2 separate regions of the Hordeum vulgare genome follow, and region 2 is linked to region 1. A link is a contact called in public Hi-C data. All regions are on one chromosome and are shown on one strand. Each heading gives the region's core, a stretch centred on a gene start, on an enhancer-like site or on the middle of the called end of the contact. The rest is flanking DNA. Distances are from core to core; before and after follow the strand shown. Region 1 holds the start of LOC123443188 (jasmonoyl--L-amino acid synthetase GH3.3-like). Region 2 holds the start of LOC123443189.

Region 1 (5,125 bases), core at 680-3,179:
TTTAGGAGTTTTTCGCCCCGGTTTCAACCGCACGATCGGAATTGAACGGTCTCGAATGCGGGACGGGCTAAGTGGTTGTGTAGAGTGGCTAGCCGGAGACAAGAGGGAAATGGAGCGGCGCGGCATCGCGATTTAAAACACCGAAACACGTCTGACGAATAACCGAATGCGGTGCCGCTACGGTCGACCGTTCGGGTACCAGTCAGACTCCGATTGCGACGAAAATTGGCAGGCGGCCTACCTACAACTAAATAAGACCGCACGCCAAGTTTCAACCAAATCATAGAAAGTTTTATTCACACTTTTAAAAACAAGATTTAAACGATGCCATAGGCGCGTGCGTCTGTGGTTGGGCTCAAAACGGGCAACGACGAACGCGGAGAGAACCTGCAACTAATAACGGATGAAAGTTTTGAAAACTGACAGCAGCGGGATGCCGATGCAATGCAGATGATGCGCATGATGCGATGATGATGCGACAAATAAAATAATCACACGGCAGCAACAGAATAAAAGGGGAACCTTCTGGAGCATCGGTCTCGGGCGGTCACAGACTGCCTTGGAAAGATTGGCTTCTCCTCTTATCAAAAATGCATTGCTGCCATTTGAATGCTTGCATATGGAGTTTTTGGTGATCTCCTTGATGAGTATGTCTGAATAAGTGAATCCACATGCCTCGAGTCCATGTATAGGTTTTGCAAAGCCGTCATAGTTGTGTTTGGGTCCTAGTACTTGAGAGAGACAATTGTTGCTGATATAGCACGGTTGCTGGCAGTGAATGCTAGCAGGGGGTTCCCGGGGATGCTTGGTAGCATAGACTGTATGCACTGGAAGTGAAAAAATGCCCTTCCTCTTGGCACAACTAGTATAAGGGCCATGTGCGAGCTTGCACTGCCACACTTGAGGCCGTGGCTTCCCAAAATCTTTGGATTTGACACTCTTTCTTCGACATAGCCCGATCACACAACGATATCAATGTGCTCCGGCGCTCTCCTATGTTTGCTAGGATGACAGAAGGCAATTGCCCGGAGGTCAATGTTGAGGTCGGTGGCCACCAATACACCAATGGATACTATCTAGCTCACGATATCTATCTGTAATGATCTATTCTTGTGAAGACAATCTCCAACCCTACAAAAGAGAAGATAAAGAGATTATCCCAAGAGCAAGAGAGTGCTCGCAAAGATGTAGAGTGTGCTTTTAGTGTTCTTCAATTTCGATGGGGCATCGTTCGGTATCTCGCCGGTACTTGCAGCACCAAAAAGTTGTGGGAGGTGATGACACCCTGTGTGATCATGCACAACATGATAGTAGAGGATGAGCGTCCAGAATATCTGTGTGATCAAGGGTTTCAGTTTCACCATGACAATGTTGTGCCTGAGCATGTTGAAGGGACAACCTTTGCACAGTTCGTCGAGTTTCATCATAAAATGTGTGATTGAAAACTCACATGGAGCTGAAAAATGATTTGGTTGAGCATATGTGAATTCATGTCGCCAACCAATAGATGTATCGACAACATTTTCTTTTAGATGTATTTAAAACTATTTAATTTTTTATTTATCTTGTAAACTATAAGATATTTATTCAATTTAAACTTTTAAATGTATTTCAAACAAATGTTTAGCTATATTTTAATTTATAACATATCTAATAAAAATTTAGAAAAACTACAAAAATGGATTGAGGCGTTAGACACACGATCGATCTAAATAAAAAAGATTGACATGTCGAGCCAAACAGATAAAACACGAAAAAAAAAAGCACACAATCAATATAAATGAAAAAGATTAACATGTCGAGCCAAACAGGTAAAACACGGACAAAAAAACGCATCCGTTTGGACCGCTTGGTTGGAGTTGCTCTTACTGCAGCCCCGTCGTGTCTGGACCGCTTGGTTGGGGTTGCTCTTACTGCAGCCCCGTCGTGTCATGCCACAGGAAGAAGAAAAGGCGATCATGTCCCGTCAACGATAACCCATGGCAAAAAATCACTGGTTCCTCTGTAGCACACCGCCACTCCCCCAGTCCCGCTCGCACACAGACGAGACACAGGTTTCACTCCGTCGAGGTCGATCGAGCGCGTGTGTGTATATATGCCACTCGCGTCCCCTACTCCTCGCCGTACTCTCCACTCCGCACTGCGCGCTGCCCGCTCCGTGTGTGTGTCCTCTCCTCTCCTCGCGCCTAGGTGTTTGAGCGGAGGGGCAAAAGGACGGAGACGCGGGCGCCTCGCCTCCTCCCCGCGCCGTGCTTTGTCCGTTGCCGCGGCGCGACTAGCCGCCGTCGTCTTCCCGGCCCCGCGGCGGACGCCCCGAGGTGAGTGGGCGGGCTCCAGCTCGTGTTTTCTTTCTCGGCTTCCCCAGCTGTTCTTTGTCTCTTGCGTCGTCCCTTTGCTCCGCTCTGCTCTGCTCTTGGCTCCTTCCCCGCAGCTCGTCTCGTCTCCGCAGACTCCTCTCATCATTTTGCGTGAGAGAGATAGATAGATAGATAAAATAAGCGGAAGAATAGAGAGGATTGTTGGATCTTTGTCTCTGGGCTGGACTGATTTAGCGAGCAGAGTTCGAGGCCTCGGTCTTAGTTTCACCTCACGGACAGCGAGGAGCACACCGGCAGACCTGTGGCCACTGTTTCCGGCGCTCTCTTCTCACGATCCTCTCCTCTCGTTTGCCCCCTTGCTGTTTCGTTTTGTTTCGTCGAAGAGGCAAAGAAAAGTCCCGCTGTCAATTTTTTGTCCTGCTCGAGCTTTTTATCCAAAAGAGGACACGAGCGATGCCGGAGACAAAAAATCTCCATCGCTGACGTCACCTTCTTCTTCTTCAACAGTCGAAACTTAGCCCCACTCCTCCATGTTTTTGACTTGGTTTCGGCTCTTCTTCCTGTTGTTGTTTTGGTTGTAGCGGCTCGCAGCAGGTTGGAACTGGAACCCAACTGAGGTAGAGAGCATCACTCCATCAGTGGTGGTGATTCGATTCCGCGAGCAGCAGCAAGATGTTGGAGAAGAAGGCCGGCGAGTTCAGCGGCGAGATGGTGATCGCCGAGTTCGAGCGGCTGACACGTGACGCCGACATTGTGCAGCAGGAGACGCTGCGGCGGATCCTTGCCGAGAATGGCGCCACCGAGTACCTGCAGCGGCTGGGCCTCGCCGGCCGCACCGACCCCGCCAGCTTCAAGGAGTGCGTGCCGCTCGCCACGCACGCCGACCTTGAGCCCTACATTGACCGCATCGTCGACGGCGACGCCACGCCCATCCTCACCGGCAAGCCCGTCACCTCCATCTCGCTAAGGTTGGTCGCTCCTTGCCACTTGCCAATCAAGGCTCCTACCCTACGGCTTAGCTCCTCTTTATACAAGCTCTCCTCAAGGATTGATCATGGTGATGCTTCTTGGTGTTGCAGCTCCGGCACGACGCAGGGGAAGCGCAAGTACCTGCTGTTCAACGAGGAGCTTGTCAAGTCCACGATGCAGATATACCGGACCTCCTACGCTTTCAGGAACAGGTACAGAGCAAATCCCGCCCAGATTTCGTTGGGTTAGTTTCTCGCTTCTGGTGCCCGGCCTCGATCCGGGGAGTCGTCCTCCGCCATAATTCGCCTGTTTTCTCAATCTATACATCTCACGTGAACCAACAGTATGGATCGATCTGTGAGTTGAAATGGAGTAATCAGTTGCATAACCAGTTAGAATTAAGTCTGTGATCGACGCGATAAGCCTAACGTACGACTGCAACCTCCCTTTCTTCCTCTTGTACCGACGGCCTGTCATTCTCGTTCTAGTTTTAGTGAAGGTTTTTCGGTTGGTGACCTCCATTAACGAGGTGCTTATGCTGACCGCTTAACGGCAGGGAGTTCCCCGTTGAGGACGGCAAGGCGCTGCAGTTCATCTACAGCAGCCGGCAGTTCACGACCAAGGGCGGGCTGACGGCCACGACGGCGACGACCAACGTGTACCGCAGCGAGGAGTTCAAGGCGACGATGCGCGTGGTGCAGTCGCAGTGCTGCAGCCCCGACGAGGTAATCTTCGGCGCCGACTTCGCGCAGTCGCTCTACTGCCACCTCCTCTGCGGCCTGCTCTCCGCCGGCCAGGTGCAGATGGTGTCGGCCACCTTCGCGCACAGCGTCGTGGTCGCCTTCCAGACCTTCGAGCGGGTGTGGGAGGAGCTCTGCGCGGACATCCGCCGCGGCGCCCTGTCGCCGACGCGCGTCACCTCACCGGCCGTCCGGCAGGCCGTGTCGGCGCTCCTTGCCGGGCCGAACCCCGAGCTCGCCGACGCCGTGGCGCGCAAGTGCGCCGGCCTGAGCAACTGGTACGGGGTGATCCCGGCGCTGTGGCCCAACGCCAAGTACGTGTACGGCATCATGACGGGATCCATGGAGCACTACGTGAAGAAGCTCCGGCACTACGCGGGGGGCCTCCCGCTGGTCGCCGCCGAGTACGGCGCGTCCGAGGGGTGGATCGGCGCCAACGTGGAGCCGGCGGTGCCGCCGGAGTCCGCCACCTTCACCGTGCTCCCCGACATCGGCTACTTCGAGTTCATCCCCCTCAGGCCCGGCTGCACGGCCGCCCCAGGCCCCAACGCGTGCTACGGCGAGTCGGAGCCCGTCGGCCTGACGGACGTCGTCGTCGGCCAGCACTACGAGGTCGTCATGACCACATTCGCAGGTATGCACGCACCTTAATTCCTTACCTCTTTCACGTACGTTCCATGGCATCCATGCATGAACTCGCCCAGGTGGTAGTATAGGTGACTTGGCTAGGGGGGCATTGACTTGGCATGTCGCCCTCCAGTTCCAACTTCCAAACCCTTTGTGCTGGGTGACCAGTCCTTCACTCAGGTCTTAACTTAACCAAGTGGAAGCTCCACTTTCCAAATGGCTAGCTTTTAGTCCCCTCAAAACAAAAAATGGCTAGCTTTTAGGTAGGAGATAAGACGGTCACCGGCCGATGGATTCCTGTGGAAACGCACAGGGATTTTGAAGTGGACGTACCATTTCCTGCCGGGTTATTTAGCCAGTCCAGTGGATCAAATTGGTCGCCAAATGAGCCGTCAGATGAACCAGACCCCGGTTGGTTGCGACATACGAGTACATTGTCGAGCATCCTTGGGGGGATATGGATTCTCTCCT
Region 2 (5,125 bases), core at 1,901-4,400, 280 kb before region 1:
ACATTTTTTTAATCTTGAAAACAAATTTGGAAGTGCAAACAAAATTTTAAAGCACAAACATTTTTTGAAAATTAAGAGAAAATTTGCAATCAAGTACAATTTTGAAAAATCCTGAACAAATTTAAAAACGCAAAAAAATAAATAAAGCACGAACAATTTTTGAAACTTAAGTTCTTTTCGAAATTAAGAACAAATTTGAATCTTAAGGAGAAATTTTCAAACCAAGAACATTTTTTGGAAAATACAGAATATTTTTATAAAATCAAGAACATTTTTGAAAAACCAAAAAATATTTTCTAAATCAGAAACAGAAAAGAAAAAAGAAACAAAAAAAGAGAAGAAAAAAACCGGTTCAGGGAACCTTCTAGAAGTTTCCCAAAACCAAAAAAAATCGACTGGGACCTCTAGAAGATTCCTAGAACCGAGCATGGCATCCCGACTACGTGGGCCAAACTGATCCCCGCCGGCTCTATGCGAAGCCTCGACATCGCTTCGCACAGAGCGGCAATTAGGGTTTTCCGGTAGGAGGTCCCTTTAAGGAGTACGCAACGGGAATGCGCGATATGGCGTGGACTATACGTGACCAAACGGGTCGTGTCAATCGGGTCGACCCGACAACACGCCAGCCCGACACGAGACGGGTCCGGTCCGGCACGCTCTATTCGTGCTCATGGCGGCACGCAGCATGCCTCGGGTCGTTTGTTTACTTTTTTATATATATACTCCGATTATTTTAATACCTCTCCTAAATAATAAAGCAAATACGGTTTCTGGTCGTCCGTTTTGGAAATTACCCCTAAATTTTGCATAAATTACCCACCATGCCACTGGTAAGTAATAAAAAACGTTTCACAAAGCGAAAAATTTGAACTGGGCCGGCCCATGTAAAATACTTCTATATTACGCTCTGCATGCTGGGAGAATATCCAACACAGCATATGGGCCGGCCCATGCAGAGACACCTGCTTTTATTTCTGTTTATTTATTTATTTTCAGTTCCGTTTTATTTTCTATTTTAAATAATTTAGAACTTCAAATAATCTTTAAATTTATGATAAACTGAAAATTATAAATCAACATATTTAAAAAACTAAAATGTTTATGACTTCAAAAACTGCTCGGAGTTTTGTAAAAAATGCTCGCATATACAATAAAATGTTTGCAATTTTAGAAAAAGTTTTGTACAATAAGAAAAGTCCATGATCTCAAATACAATTCCATGTATTAAAAATTTTTAAAGGCATTTAACAAAATGCTTTCAAATTCAAAATATGTTAATGCATATAAAAAATGTTACAAAAATTTAAAAATAGCTAATGTCTGTTTTGATAGTTTCTTTTTTTTATTTAAAATCTTCCGTTCCATTTTTGTTTATTTATAATTTAAATAATTTAGAATTACAAAAACTTTTGCATATTAAAAAATAGGAATTTCGAATTAAAACGTTGACGTATTTTAATTTTGAATTAAAAATAGGATTAAAAAAACGTATGATTTATATATATATATATTTTGCAAATTCCAAAACAATGTCCATGAATTTAATAAATATATTACTGATTTATAAATATGTTTGTTTATTCAGAAAAACTTCATGCGTTTCAAAAAATGTTTGTGAATTTAAAATAAAATCCTCCAACATAAAAAATTATGTTCGTCTTTTCTTGTATTGGTTGCCAATTCAAAAGAAAATATTTAAACCCATTCGAAATATGAAAAATATTCACGATTTTTAGCAAATGTTTGTAAATTGGAAAAAATGTTCTCAATTTTAAAATTGTTTCCATATTTGTAAAATTGTTCACGAAAGATCTAATGTATGTGGTTAAACATTAATGCTTATAAGTCTTTGTGACAATATACGTGTGTGAATTTTGAAAAATTAACTGTTGGATGGATCAGATTATTATTGTATGTTTTCTAAAAAAAATCTTGAAATTCAGAATAAATTTTTGAGTTACCAAGATTTTTGACAACCATGATATATATTTTTTGAAAATGTAAAGATTGCTTCAACTTGTGACTAAATTTAAAAGAAGAAACATTTTTTTGCATTTGTGCACAAAATTTCTAAATCAAGCGATGATATTTGAACGTAATGTGGTCATCATCATTGGAGATTATGTTTTTTTCTTCCGTGGCAACGCACGGGCCATTTTGCTAGTATGTATATATATATATATAATATGGTTCAGCAGGCCCAAAAACAAGCCCATGTAGCTGAAAATATATGGTCCAACGTGTTAATCGGACCTACATGACTGCCCGTTTAATAACGGATCGTATCTGAACCTGGAGTTGCAACTCACGGGCTGGCATGGTACGACCCGATTAGTAAACGGGAACTCCTAGTCGGCGCCTTAAGCGCCAGCTAGGAAAACCAGCACCCACACGCACCGCATAACGGACCGACCCAGTCTTAGTGTGGATTTTTTATATAAAAATAAAAAAGCAGATAAAACTGAACATAAAAGGTTCATAAAGCAAAAAATGGTTCACAAATTTCGAAACAAAAAGTTCACGAATTAAAAAAACTCACTGTGATCTAAAAAAAGTTCACTGATTTTGAAAATTAGTTCATGAATTTGAAAAAAGTTTTTAAAATGTTCGTTGAACTGACAAAAAAGTTCATAAATCTTAAAAAAGTTCACCAAATCTAAAAAAAGTTCATCATAATTTGAAAAAAATCATCGATATTCAAAAAAGTTCATAGAATTTTAATAAAAAAGTTCATAAAATTCAGAAAAGGGTTCATTGATTTGAAAAAATATTTGTTCGTTTGAAAAAAAATTAATCAAAAATGGCAGTTTTTTCTGAAAAAATGAAAATGAAGATGAAAAAGTAATGAAAAAAGTAAAGAAAAGAAAAAAAGATAAATCAAAGAAAACCAGTCCTGAAAAACCTAAATGAAAAAACCCATCTAGGAAGCTTCCGGAACCTTCAGAAAACAGAAATACCTCCCCCTTCCGATGGCCGCCCATGACCAAATGCGGCTGCAGGCCCGGTTAAGAAAAATGCATTTTAACCGACGCCTGCAGCGTCAAATAGGATTTGCCTTAGTAAACGTGCCGGTGCGGGCCGTTTACAGCAGGCTGTGCCGGACCGGCCCATTTGGCCAGGTATGGGGTGGACTACGATCCACCCCTCAGTAGATTGTTAAAAAAAATTCCATCCATTAGTCTCCCCTATGGCGGCCTTGGCCTGTGCATCTAATGTGCGCCGCCTCCTCCTCCTCCACTCCGGCGCCGGAGCTCGGGCGAGATCTTTCTACGCCCAGCCCTACCAAGGTACACCCTTTTAGCTACTTTCCTCCTGATCTGTAAACTTTGTGGTTCTTTCTTCGCCGTTCGTCGTGGTGAAGTGGATTGGAATTCCTATGCGCAGCCAAGGTTGGCGTGGTGGAGTTCTTGAATGGGGTCGGGAAGGGGGTGGAGACGCACGCCGGGAAGCTGGAGGAGGCTGTAGGTGGCGATCTCCAGAGGCTGCTCGAGACCCGCACGCTACGCCTCAAGAAGCTCGGCGTCCCCTGTAAGCATGTACGTGTCCTTCCTGTTCACGACATTCCTTTGATTTACTTTATAGTCTCCTTTGTAGTTTCACAGAAGGCTTGATGTGGTTTTGCTGGCTACGCCCGGTTTGTTCGGGCATTTCGTAGTTTAAATGTATGGTTTGGTTAGGTTTTGTTCTCCAATGTTGTGACGCTTGGATAACAGCCATCGGGTCAGGTTGGTATTAGATGGTTCATGTGCACGAACACGAAGGTGTGCATTGCCGCTCCCCCATCCATCTTGATGAAGTGATTTGAGAAAGTCTGGCAGATTTGTTCAAAATATATTTGATCCGTCCAATGTTCTAGGCATATGATTGCATATAAATTGGCACACACATATCCAGAAAGAACCAATCAAGATGTTCAATAGCATGATTTAGGATAACATACAAATGCCAGAGTAAACCGGAGCTCGGACGTCACATTATTGACTCAGTGTCATTCCTGTGTGGAACTCATTAGCATTTGATGGTTCCTTGGACGACATTCCACCACGTAAGACCTCTCTGGGGTTTAATAAAATGAAAGTTATCATAACAGAAGTCCCTGACATATCCTATAGCGATGTCCTAATAACCAGCATTTCTGAACAATTGCCACAAAATTAGAAAAATTCTTTGGGACTGCAATGTCAAAACTCTTAGTTAACTTAAGACCGAGAAAAAGGTGATTCAAAGATGACCCTACAGAAATATAATAATTGAAGGAGATGCAGAAGTAAACTAAACGAAATTAATCTGAATACCGTATTCAGCTTTAGATAGCATTTTACTAGACCAGACATCTAATAGAAACTTCCCAGCTCTATTTAGTGAGGTCCAGTTTGCTTCCAAAGCTTTGTGAAATAGACAAATAGTAAGCCTACTAGTTGACATATTCTTCCACACGCTGATTACAACAATAGGCAAGCATAAAGATTTGCCAACTACGGAATGTTAAATTAACCGTACGCAAAAGTTTGAATGGGAAAAAAATGTTACCGATCTAGTTGAGTATCTAAGCTGAGCACATTGTCCCATAACATGAAACAAATTTGTTAAGAAATTCTGAGAACATCTCTTGGAGCGACAATCTGATAGGCTAAGATGAGGAAACCAAACTACTCCCTCCGTCCCAAAATAACTGTCTCAAGCTTAGGACACAATTTTGTACTAGAGCTAGTACAAAGTTGAGACACTTATTTTAGGACGGAGGGAGTACTTGTTTCTTTGTGTATTATTATTCTTATAAGCTGCAGAATGGCTCAATGAGTCTAATATGTTGAGAAAATAAGTATCAGATCTCGAAAACAATTGTTCATACTACTACATCTATCAGCATAAATGAATTGAACGGTTCTGATCAGGAACTTAATTACGTGGGCATTTGATAAATATTGAACTGCGGCAGCTCCCTGAATCTCTACAAATAAACCCTTCAATAATGTACTTGTTATCTAGACAACATTCTCTATAGAAGCATACAACCAGAACAGTTGCTGTTAGTAAAAAAACAGAGTATTTGCAGAATTATAGCTTCTCGTCAAAGCTATAATTGGCCATGTTTATTCATTAAGAAACCATAACACTCATACTT

Evidence for each region. A called contact is a pair of places that touch in the nucleus more often than the background predicts.
Region 2: a Hi-C map of leaf shows a contact between it and region 1, with 6 times the contacts expected there. The contact joins the promoter of LOC123443189 here to the promoter of LOC123443188 in region 1. A contact is called at or near these places in 2 of 6 Hi-C or Micro-C datasets (leaf and seedling).

Annotation. Positions count from the first base shown.
Region 1 is chr3H:119,333,905-119,339,029 of MorexV3_pseudomolecules_assembly, reverse strand. It overlaps LOC123443188 (jasmonoyl--L-amino acid synthetase GH3.3-like), which reads left to right and starts at 1,929. Exons shown (of 5, transcript XM_045119484.1): 1 at 1,929-2,318; 2 at 2,900-3,286; 3 at 3,398-3,499; 4 at 3,844-4,661. The coding sequence starts at 2,991.
Region 2 is chr3H:119,617,363-119,622,487 of MorexV3_pseudomolecules_assembly, reverse strand. It overlaps LOC123443189, which reads left to right and starts at 3,150. Exons shown (of 3, transcript XM_045119485.1): 1 at 3,150-3,287; 2 at 3,385-3,536. The coding sequence starts at 3,188.